Linked DNA regions of Mus musculus: regions 1, 3 and 4 are each linked to region 2. A link is a contact called in public promoter capture Hi-C data. All regions are on one chromosome and are shown on one strand. Each heading gives the region's core, a stretch centred on a gene start, on an enhancer-like site or on the middle of the called end of the contact. The rest is flanking DNA. Distances are from core to core; before and after follow the strand shown.

What was found. Promoter capture Hi-C pulls out the DNA fragments that hold promoters and counts their contacts. Capture Hi-C pulls out chosen DNA fragments and counts their contacts.
Region 1: a contact with region 2 is called in a promoter capture Hi-C map of liver. The contact joins the enhancer-like site here to the promoter of Dhrs7 in region 2. A contact is called at or near these places in 7 of 39 promoter capture datasets (3T3-L1-derived adipocytes, the HPC-7 cell line, HPC-7-derived erythroid cells and 3 more), 1 of 15 datasets of contacts at CTCF or cohesin (the NIH/3T3 cell line), 1 of 484 Hi-C or Micro-C datasets (embryonic retina), 12 of 115 datasets of contacts at active chromatin or transcription factors (T-cell acute lymphoblastic leukemia, bone marrow-derived macrophages, embryonic midbrain and 4 more) and 3 of 9 other capture datasets (adipose tissue, liver and pancreatic islet).
Region 3: a promoter capture Hi-C map of adipose tissue shows a contact between it and region 2. The contact joins the promoter of Lrrc9 here to the promoter of Dhrs7 in region 2. A contact is called at or near these places in 25 of 39 promoter capture datasets (the 3T3-L1 cell line, 3T3-L1-derived adipocytes, the C10 cell line and 13 more), 32 of 484 Hi-C or Micro-C datasets (B cells, the G1E-ER4 cell line, LSK cells and 25 more), 20 of 115 datasets of contacts at active chromatin or transcription factors (bone marrow-derived macrophages, embryonic forebrain, embryonic midbrain and 9 more) and 4 of 9 other capture datasets (adipose tissue, liver, macrophages and 1 more).
Region 4: a contact with region 2 is called in a promoter capture Hi-C map of liver, with 7 times the contacts expected there. The contact joins the enhancer-like site here to the promoter of Dhrs7 in region 2. A contact is called at or near these places in 26 of 39 promoter capture datasets (the 3T3-L1 cell line, 3T3-L1-derived adipocytes, the C10 cell line and 15 more), 12 of 15 datasets of contacts at CTCF or cohesin (CD8 T cells, the G1E-ER4 cell line, the NIH/3T3 cell line and 6 more), 202 of 484 Hi-C or Micro-C datasets (the 3T3-L1 cell line, 3T3-L1-derived adipocytes, the AML12 cell line and 98 more), 48 of 115 datasets of contacts at active chromatin or transcription factors (the 230-238 cell line, the NIH/3T3 cell line, SST interneurons and 27 more) and 5 of 9 other capture datasets (adipose tissue, embryonic stem cells, embryonic tail and 2 more).

Annotation. Positions count from the first base shown.
Region 1 is chr12:72,488,770-72,491,469 of GRCm38.p6, reverse strand. All of the region lies in intron 23 of Lrrc9 (leucine rich repeat containing 9), which reads right to left. Among named protein-coding and RNA genes, the nearest start is that of Pcnx4, 46 kb to the left of the region's middle. Within about 2 kb of position 1,314, at least 51 of the 459 cell types and tissues checked have an H3K27ac peak or open chromatin away from gene starts, as enhancers often do. A contact at or near this core is called in adipose tissue, bone marrow-derived macrophages and liver, where this site is marked.
Region 2 is chr12:72,663,423-72,666,122 of GRCm38.p6, reverse strand. It overlaps Dhrs7 (dehydrogenase/reductase (SDR family) member 7), which reads left to right and starts at 1,295. Exons shown (of 7, transcript NM_025522.5): 1 at 1,295-1,494. The coding sequence starts at 1,362.
Region 3 is chr12:72,440,532-72,443,231 of GRCm38.p6, reverse strand. It overlaps Lrrc9 (leucine rich repeat containing 9), which reads right to left and starts at 1,366. Exons shown (of 32, transcript NM_001142728.1): 1 at 1,064-1,366.
Region 4 is chr12:72,466,183-72,468,882 of GRCm38.p6, reverse strand. Lrrc9 (leucine rich repeat containing 9) reads right to left here. Exons shown (of 32, transcript NM_001142728.1): 13 at 1,893-2,025. Among named protein-coding and RNA genes, the nearest start is that of Lrrc9, 26 kb to the right of the region's middle. Within about 2 kb of position 1,437, at least 7 of the 459 cell types and tissues checked have an H3K27ac peak or open chromatin away from gene starts, as enhancers often do. A contact at or near this core is called in hepatocytes and liver, where this site is marked.

The DNA.
Region 1 (2,700 bases), core at 65-2,564, 170 kb after region 2:
TTTAGACAGCCTTACAAATGCTTTCAGTTTAACTGTCAGCTCTTTTCAAGCTGTTTCTGACTCTTAAAAAGAATGTGGATTAAATTTCTATATCCAAATTTAGTCTATGATTTCAACCGCCTGCTTGATATTTCCAGTCAGATAATCAAATGTGTCATGAGATGTAATTCGTCTGAAAGTCTCCTCCCTGGAAGTTGCCTCTCTTCTATTTTATTGGGGCCTGTTTATTGTTACAGTAGTCTTGGTGACTATAACTATCAGGGATCTGTTGGTGCTCATTAAGGGAAATCTATTTCCTCCTAGTCAAAAGCATGGACTCAGCCTCTGGCTTGAATGTAGAGACCTGACATACTATTGTTTCCTCGGTGGGAGTGGGTGGGTGAGCTCCCTCATAGAAGCAGGAGGTGGGGATGAGATAAGGGGTTTGCAGAGGAGAAACCGGGAAAGGAGAGGACATTTGAAATGTAAATAAATAAAATACCAATTAAAAAGAATGAAGGGGCGGAAAAGGGCTAATTCACCAGAACCTGTCAATTACCTTCTCAAGGCCTCACCTCTCAGGAAGGTTTATTCATTCAAAGCTGTGCTGAAGCACTGGGAGGAATAATTTTCCCCTTAGTGAGATAATGTGCTTTTTCTTCAGCCTATCTCCCCCAGTGTGGTCACCCATGGATCCATCACTGTGCTGATCTTTTAAGGTCTAGCCACCAGAACAGTATAACTTTCTCTTTTTCTTTTACCAAAGCCTAAACATGTTTTCTCTAGCATCATGGGTCTTCTTACTACCCTCTGAAGCTACTTCCTTTGTCTTGTACCTACTTGCTGCCATGTGACAGGCTGCTGACCCAACTCAAGGCAAGACTTTCTCTCTTCCTTCCTTTCATATACCTTTCCCAATGGCTGCCAAGATCTATAACTTGCTTGCCCTGCTGTTTCCTCTTAAACATTAGTAAAATTGACCTTAAGCTTCCTAGTGAGTTTCGTTTATGAAGGCCAAGAATCCAAAGAGGTAGTAAGCCCAAGCCCCTCTTTAACACTTGTATTGTAGTTGCAAACTCTGTAGACATTAACACCTGACTCCCTAGCATAACTGTAGTCATTTTCGTTTCATGCCTGCCAGCCATTTCATATTGTTGTTGTAATGCTGACATAGAAAATTCTTTCTGGAAGGTCAGACTGACCACATATCCTGTTATGTTCTCAGCTTTGCTATTTTTTTGGGCAATTTCACAATCACAGGCTCCACTTAGGACCAATCAAATTCAAGGTCAGTTACAACTATTTTGTTTAGCTAGCCAAAATAGCTTGCGCCACCCTGAAGCTACGTATGAGCTCATTGCAGTGTTTGCCTTTATAAACTGGCCCTGAGAAACATTCAAGGTCTCAGTCTTAGCTCCTGAGTCTATGCTATGCCCTGATAGATCAGTCTTGGTGTGGGTGTTCAATGTTCTTGTTTGACTGAGACCAGGGTCTGAGTGGTTTGTGGGGGGATTCCTGGACCCCAGCAGTAGGTATCTTTTCATGTTTGCTGTGTATGGCTGATAAATTCTGTCAGTTTCTCCCAGAATTTCTCCTGTGCAATACCAACTCGGCCGAACCCTGCTTAGCTTACAAGCTTAGATGAGCACAGACACATTTTGGGTGGTGTGACTGAAGAGGCCCCATTGCTTTTCATAAGTCTCAGTTTTCTGCTTTTATTTATTTATTCATTTGTTTTGTTTTTATGTTTGTTTTTTGATATGGGGCTGCTCTACATAGCCCTGGCTGTCTTGGAACTTACTATATAGACTAGGCTGGCCTCAAACTCACAGAGATCTGCCTGCCTCTGCTAGGATCTGCTGGAGTGCTAGGATTAAAGGCATGCATCATCACTGCCCAGCCATCTTTCTATTTTTAAAGTCACCTCCTTCTGGTCCAGTTTCTCATTATTTGTTCCTGGTATATTTTAGTAATCTTCTTTGCTGCCATAAATACTGCTATTAGATGAGAATTCTTAATACACAGTTCTAGATATGTAATTACACTCCTGAAAACTATTCGACATATTCTTGTTCTCTTTAATTTGAAGTCTAATTCTTCAGCCTGGTCTTCATACCCCATTATTAATTCACAGATTTGTAACCCCATTCCACAAAGAACTTAGAGCAGCTTACAGGAAGCATGTAAGAAAACAATAAAAGCACAAATAATACATGATGAAGAAGATCAAGACTAAGGACAAGGTAAGTTAAGCCAGGCAGTGGTGGCACACACCTTTAATTCCAGCATTCAGCAGGCAGAGGCAGGCAGAACTGTGAGTTAGATGTAAGCCTAGTCTATAGAAGGAGTTCCAGGATAGTCAGGGGGGTTACACAGAGAACATGGAGAAACCCTGTCTCAAAAGCAAACAGACAGACAAACAAACAAACAGACAGACAGACAAACAAACTCAACAAGAACAACATAAATTAGAACAGATTAAAAACTAGGGTTAGAGACAGGGAGAATGTAATGTCCTATAGAATTTCTATTATTGTATCATAAAATTGGCCCTGAGCTTTTGCGATGCTAAAATGAAAAAGGAAATACATAATATTTACAGTTAGTGAACAGAACAAGACCTTTTCCCCCTACATTTATGTATTTTCTAAATGTATTTTCTCATGACACCTTTCAAATGAGGGCAGTTAATAAGAAGGACAAGAGCTTCAACATATATAG
Region 2 (2,700 bases), core at 46-2,545:
CCAAGCCCAATGTCCCAGTCTCAGATCCCTCATCCCCACAGCTTGGGGTTGTGACCCATCGGAACACTAGATCCACTGCAGTCCTGTCCTTTTACAGAAGGGGAAACATTTGGGATAAGATTCATCATGAGACTCTGTGTGGTATTTTAAGACATCTTATTACAAAAGTAATGTGCTACAAAATAAAAATAAAATTCACATGGCCCAGGTGATACGTCAATTAGAGCAATTCTTGACCAATATTATTCCAAATGGCAGTCCAAAAGTTTAGCTAACTGACATGCACCTTGAACTATACCACAGCAATTTCTGATTAACACTAGTTCAAATATTTCCTGCATAGATCACTCTAAAGATGCAAAATATAGACCTTTGTAAACCTTTTCTCACTGCAATGAAAAAAGTGACAATTCAGCTGGGCGTGGTGGCGCACACCTTTAATCCCAGCACTTGGGAGGCAGAGGCAGGCGGATTTCTGAGTTTGAGGCCAGCCTGGTCTACAAAGTAGAAACAGAGAAACCCTGTCTCGGAAAAAAAAAAGTGACAATTTATAAAAACAATACTAACAAACACAGAAGAAAGAACAGAGCAATTAGTGTGCACAGAGGCCTTTCCATATTCAAATGCTGTCAAATGATAATGGCATCATTTACAAACGGTGGCAGGAGGACACCAACCTGAGTGTTTTTAGCTCCTGGAACTTAGCAACAGTTGCCTTCTAGCCCAGTTAGTTTTATGTTCTGATTACTCTGGGCCATGATAGCCAACTTTTGGCCAAATATGAGTATCATTTGTAATGTTTTTCTAAATATAAGCGGCCAGTCCACGAGGGCAACCCAGTTCAAGTGCTGAGTTACTTCGGTATGCTTATCTCAGTCCACAAGCTTAAAGTGAAAGGAAAACAGATTAGGAAGAGTGAGTGAGGGTTTGGCTCAGCTTTTGGGAGCTTGCCCAGCGCGAAGAAGGACCTGGGCACAATTCCCAGCGTGGAGCGGGGGATGGGGCCTCGGGGTCGGAGCGGGCAGTGATCAAAGTTTTGTTTTGTTTCTCGCCAAGGCACCACCAAAGCCCTGAAAAGTCGTCCTAAAAACAGCTGTTAAAGACTCCTTCATGCCCTCACAAATCTTGTTGACTGCTCTCCCAACAGCAGTTTCCCAAGATTCCATGCCTTCTATTGCAACACCCCGGCAGTCTTGCACGCAGTAGGGACGCGCAGAGACGCCGTGGTGCAGCCCGGGACACAGATGGAGCCCCACCTTCGGGGACTCGCTAGGCGGAGCCCCGGGTTGTGACCCGCCGCGTAGAGGGCGGGCGCCGACTGTCTTCCGCTTGCGGCAGAGTCGGGTAGGCAAGGGACAGCGATGAGCTGGGAGCTGCTGTTGTGGCTGCTGGCGCTGTGCGCGCTGATCCTGCCCCTTGTGCAGCTCTTGCGCTTTTTGCGGGCGGATGCGGACCTGACCTTGTTGTGGGCTGAATGGCAAGGGCGACGCCCAGGTGAGCATCCTCTACAGCCTGGGCTCTAAGGAAGATCAGGGCCGAGGTCCCTCCCAGCTGTTGCCAAGCTGAGCCTTGACCAAGGGCTGAGGGTCCGGGAGGAAGAGGCAGGGGCTAAACAGGCAGTACCCACTCTGTCGCTTGTCTTAATTCGAAAATGGCCCTGATTTGTTACCCAGACTAGGATAGAAAACGTCAAACCCCAAGAGAGCGCTGCAATTCTCTGATGCCTGCAAGACACAGACTTCTTCCGTAGGATCCCCGGACACTCTCAGGGAAGGCACCATGGAGAGCAGAGTGTGTCCCTTGCTTTCTAAGAGGCCGGAACATTCTTTGATCCTGCACTTTTTACTTTCCCGGAAGCACCCAAAGAAAATTTGGCCTGAATCACTTACTCACCTGCTCACTTGGTTAAAATTTTCGCAATAGAAAGCGCTGAGCTGGCTTTTTGCCAGGAGGGAGATCATTCTGTGTACAGTAAGGCACGTTTCGCCCGCTCCACTTCGATCTGCAGCTTGCGTGGTGTTTAATGTTCACTTAATACATGATTCACATGCTCCGATATATCAGTTCACAGATGCTGCTGGGTGTTATGTCACGTTGGCAGTGTGTTCAGCAGGCCACAGACAGCCTCTGACCTTTGGCGTTAACAATTCTGATGACATGGGCACTCTTCGTATTGTTTTTCAGTTAAAGACATTGACAGAGAAACTCAAAGCCTCCCTAGGTAGGCTTTTCTGATCCTTAAAGGACTAAGTGGGATTCCACTGTTCGTGGTGGAAAATACACAAAGCACCCGAACAAAAATGCTTTGAAGTAGCTGGTGGCTCAGAAGGTACTGCATTCAAAGTCAGCAGGGCAGGAGTAGGTGACAGCTGGATCTTGGATTTTATGTCCCTCCCAGATGTTGGCAGGCATCCTTGCTGTCTTTTCTCTGAAGCTGCATTGCCTTGGCTCAAACAGTTGCAGTACTGACAAATGCAACTGCACAGTGTGCTTGTGGATTCAGCGCTGCAAAACAGGAGAGGGCATGGCTGTGACTCGGAGACTGTCAGTGTTGAGGGCAAGAATCCTAAATACCCCATACATCTTTTAACTGTAACTCTCCACTGAGCACCATTGAGACAGATGGATGTATCTGTAAGCTCACGGTCAATAGCAGCCTGTGGATGTTGTTTGTGTTTGGCCTCATTTATTTAAATGGAA
Region 3 (2,700 bases), core at 117-2,616, 220 kb after region 2:
TGACTCTATACTCCATATATCCTTAAAGAGTGCCTTGAGTCTTCTTCGAAGACTTGCATCCTCTTTGGTCTTATTGTAAACATTCTCTTTCATGTGACTGGGTAAGGTTAGCACATGTCCTCTGCATGGCTACTGTCTGTCACATTGTATTGTGATACTTGCAGGTCCTTCCTCCTAACATGTTCACCGAGGACAGGAACTACGGCTGACACGACATAACTTATCAAATGGTTCCAATGAACTGTCATACCACACACATCCTACCCAACATGACTGTAAACACTGTTCTGCATGGCAATTTGTAACACAGTACTAACTGGTCCGTAAAGAACTGTCTGCCAGCAAAGCTGAGTGAGCATTTAATCTAAGAAACTATCACCTTTCTGCCCAACAGAAGCCCTAGGTGGTCCAACTGTTTTCTCCCTTGAGTATAAAGGAGCCAGAACCCAACAGTTCTCCCTGGTGGTTCACATAAAGGCCCTCCTATTTCTAGATGATCAGTATCCCTTGAGTCTTTCAGTCCAGTAGTTGCCCGAGCCTAGGGCACATCATTTTTTCCTTTTTCCTAGGATCCTTCTCTGAAGTATCACTATTATTTTTTATTATTATAACTACCATCACAATATTACTATAACCCCCACTGCACCATCACATAGGTCCCCTGACCTGTGTGCTGCTGGGAGATTTCCTCCATGTGACTCCCTAGTCCTTCCTACAGGGGAGGGACACCTAGAGGCAACCAGAAGACCGATACTCAGTACCTTATTCCAGAGAGAGGATGGATTCCAGGGCTGTCCTAGGCAGGTCAGAGTGCACTCCGACCTCCCAAATCCCTTCCTGCAGCTGACACCAGCCCCGGGCCTGCTGTGTACTGACCGCCCACTGCGGTTGTCTAGGAAACCCTCTCTCCGCCTCCCTTGACCTCTGGGTCAGGAAGGGGATGGCGAGGACGGGGAAATCAGCCGCCCATCCTTGCCTGCATCACGTGGTAGCAAACTACAACCAATTAACTTAAGCAGGGAAGACCCTCCCCCGCCCCCTTCCGGAAGACCTCCCCTCCCACCTTTGTTAAGACTCCCGCGGAGCGGTGGCAGCCGGTCGCTGCCTAGTTCTTAGTCTTGGGTGTTCACTTTGTTTCCTTCCGAGGACAGTGACAGTTTGTGGGCTAGGCGGTGGGGACCTGGTCCTGGCATTTTCACAGTTAAAGTTTTTGACACCTGGAGCCTCGAAGTCAGCAGTACTAACTGGTCTTGATCCCCAGCATGGCGTGGAGCAGTGAGGTCATAAGACGGTTCCCCTTCCGCCGCTGATGGCCTCGGTCCCAGCTGCTGCGCAGCTGAGGCCACCAAGAGCCCGGTGAGCCCCCAAGGGCAAGCGCCAGACCGCGCGCCCAGGAACGTCTCCAAGCAATCGACCCCCACTGGTCTTTTAGGAGTTCTCAGGCAGGCTTTCGAGTGTCTTAATTTGCCAAAATTCTCAGGAGGCAATAATTTACAAGATAGAATACAAGTTAAGAGGACAGGGGGAGACTGGCTGAGAAAGCAATGAACTTATAAAACAAACCAAATCAACCACAACGTCTACTAGAGTTAGCCACTAGCCACAGCCGCGTATGTGCCCTTTAAAAGCGGTAGTCTGAACTGACGTATATAGGAAAATAGACCAAAACTTAAACGCTTGGTATGCAGAGATGCAATGGAAACGACTTTGTTAATGATTTTTGTATCGATCACATGTTAAACTATTTTGGGGTGCACTGAGTTAAATAAGGTTATGTTTTGTTTGTTACGTTGAAAATCTGGCTACCAGGACAATTTATAATTGCTTGGGAGGCTTGCATTAGGTTATTTTGGACCGGGCATGTCGTTGTTTGCTGTCTATTGCAAGAAATAAACACCATGACCGGACGCAACTTGAGATGAGGGTTTATTTGGCTTTATATGATCAGATCACAGTCCTTCAGCAGGGGAGTCAGCCCAGCTAGGAGCAGTGGAGAAATACTATGGGGTTCAGGTGGCTCTCTTATACAAGCCAGGACGACCTGCTCAGGAGAGGCACTGTCCACAGTGGGCTGGGCTCTCTCCTATCAGTCATTAATCAAAAAAAAAAAAAAAAAAAAAAAGATATGCTCTCAGGACAATCTGATAGGGGCAGTTCCTCAGTTGAGATTCTGTCGTTGTGTCTAGTTTTGTATCAAATTGACAAAACTCTTGACAGCACTGCACTCATTTTTATAATTCAGTGGGGATGTGTTAGTATTTATGACCTTCGGGTCCTCTTGCAAACTAGCATCTGCTGCTTCACTCAGCCTAGCTTTCAATTGCTTTCTCAAGAAAATCTAAACATTATAAATATTTCGTTTTTCTTTCTTTCTTATTTTTTGTTTATATTTTTGTTTGTTTGTTTGTTTGTTTTTTTGAGTTTCTCTGTGTAGCCCTGGCTGTCCTGGAACTCACTTTGTAGACCAAGCTGGCCTCGAACTCAGAAATTCGCCTGTCTCTGCCTCCCAAGTGCTGGGATTAAAAGCATGTGTCACCACGCCCGGCTAAATATTTCTATTTAATAACTTAAGAGTTGGATGCATCCGATGAGTTTGCTGTCTGTAAACACATTCACTGAAGAAGTGAATTAATTCTCCCTCTCTATTTTCATTTCACTGAACACTGTTCCTTCCTGTCAGCAACAGATCAAAAGTAAGCC
Region 4 (2,700 bases), core at 188-2,687, 200 kb after region 2:
TCTCTCTCTCTCTCTCTCTCTCTCTCTGTGTGTGTGTTTGTGTCTCTGTGAGTGAGTGTGTGTGACTCTGTGTGTCTGTGTGTCTCTCTGTATGTGTCTCTGTGTGCATGTACTCTCTTATTATGTAGGTTCCAGGAATTGAACTCAGGTACCGGCTGAGACATTTTCTGTTTCTTTCACCTGAGATCTAACAGGTACTAAATATAAATCTATGGAACAGAAGGACAGACAGTTCTTCTCTCACAGATTCTTGAGGTCTTTGTAATCTCCTGAATACTAAAGATTCCTATGAGTCAATAAAGTTGGAAAAATTCTTATCATTACATATACATTATATATAAATAAATGAATTTTCAATGTTTTATTTGTGTGTGAGTGTGCGCGCGCACACACGTGCGTGTGCACACGCATGGGTTTATGCACAGGAAAGCATTGCCTGTGGAGTTTAAAAGAGTTTATTGGATCCCTTGAAACTGGAGTTACAAGGTAGTTATGAACCACCCAGTGTGGGTGCTGGAACTGACTCTGGTCCTCTGCAAGAGCTGCCAGTGAGTGCTCTTACACACATAAGCCATCTCTCCAGGCCTGATACTTTATTTTCACTCTATGCAAGATATAAAATGTGAGTCAGGCTAGCCTGTTTTAGAAATGCATTTTAGAAGGACTAAGTAGATGGTAAATATGAGGTTTTTCTAATAACTGGGATGGAAAAGAATGATCTGAAAAGTATCAGTTATTTTCAAGTAAAGAGGCCTTGATTTAGCAACCAGATCGTGTTTCTGATATTTCACTACCTGAAGCCATGCACAGTTGACAGCTTGCCATGAACCATCCCAGCAGAACTGTGGCCTGGATCCTGGCATGCTATTCTCAAAGAACCAGTAAGTGCTTGAGTGCTGCTAGCCGGAGGCACCAGGCCTGCCAGGCACTCTGCCACCATGCTGCACCTCCTACCGCAGCAGGTGTTCCTGGCTGAGGACAAACCAAAGCTCTGCCTAGCTGATGTTCAGTTAATTTGGTGACTGAGAGATCATAGAATAAGCTCTCTTAATCCCTAGCCTGATTGGTTGTTCTCTTTATTGTATGCATCGATACTTCATTCATATTTATACTTATCATAGTAACTATAACTTTATATTTAATTTTGTGATTATTGATATTTGTAGGCACTATGTTAGGGAAACTGGTTTATGCAAAACCAGACAGTGCCTAAGACACAATAAGCATTTAATTAGCACATTGTTAATGAGTACATTCCGAAGAATGAAGAGTAGGAGGGGAGGCAAGAGAAGGCACAGGAGCTGGCCTTTTCTCCCAGCCTGTTTTACAGGTTGGTTCTTGGACTGCCATGTATTTAAGTTGCAAGAATGGTATTTACTAACTGAATAAATTACCACACAGTTTGCCTTCTACAGACCAATGTCTAATCCACATGCTTTCCCACTCCTGCCAGGTTTCCTCATCACCTTAGATTGTGGTGACTCAGAACAAATACAGCCAATCTTCCTGACTGTTCTATTGATTATTTCACATACAAGCCAATTCTTTTCTCTTTCTCATGAAGCTAGTGTGTGTAAAGAAATACACAAGTGTACTTCTGAGTTTACTCTTATGATGTAACATAAAGACAGAAGCAGACTCTGAAACGCATGTGCAAGTTGGGTGAACTATCGGAACAACATAGGTTCTCTTCTTCCTAGGGTTGGTAGACAAGAAATACAGAGTCCAACTGACAGTGCAGCTGAACCGACAGAGGCGTGCCACTCTATTGGTGAGTATGTCACACAACAATTCAGACAGTGTCTCTTGGATTGATAAAACCAAGAAGGAAAACGATCCAGAAGAGATGGAGGAGCCGAGGGCCTCACAACGTCAGAAGCACTGTCTGTTACCATGTCTGTAGAGTTCACTCTCTGAGGGGCCTTTCTTCTCCTCCTTGTATTTCTGCTGGAGGAACTCTATCCGGGGACACTCACACATACTGAGGCTGTTCACAAGAGTGACGGCTTCCTTTTTGAGAGAGGGCTGCAAAGGAGAAAAAAAAATCTTAGGGCTACTTTTTTTCATGTAAAATAGACAGCATTTCTACTTGGATGCAGGTAGCTTATTATTTTACGTTTCTGTGTTGGCCAATGTAATCTGCAAAGAGATACTCTCCGGGTGCAGCTTCATTATGCAAAGTCATTTAAATATTCAAAAGTCACATGCGAATGTGTCTATACAAAAGTGATAAGGAACAAAATTTGCTCTTCAGGGAAAACCAGCCAAAGTCATAAGCAACATCAGTGCGGTGCCGGGTTCAACAGCTTCCAACAAGGACTGGGGGATCTCTCGCTAACTCCAAAGGAAGGCCCTGTTGGGGTGAGGTCCACATCAGAAGAGGGTCCCACTCATTTTGGGTGTATGCTATGCAGTCAACATTATTTTCCAGGAAGAAAACATTTCCAATTGTGCACAGACATCTTAGTTTTGTTGTGACTAACTTCACTTCTTCCAAACTGCATCAGTGTCATACAAAGAGCAGACAGAATCACTGTTCCTCGTAAGGAGCCCAGAGCTATGAGAGATTATGAGATGTTCCAAGGACGGGGGGAGAGATGGGCAATGTCACAATCTGAGCTCAGATCTTTTTGTCCTTGTCACAGCCTCAGAGTTTTAAATTGATCACTAGTTTTTGATTAACAGCCATATTATTTAGAA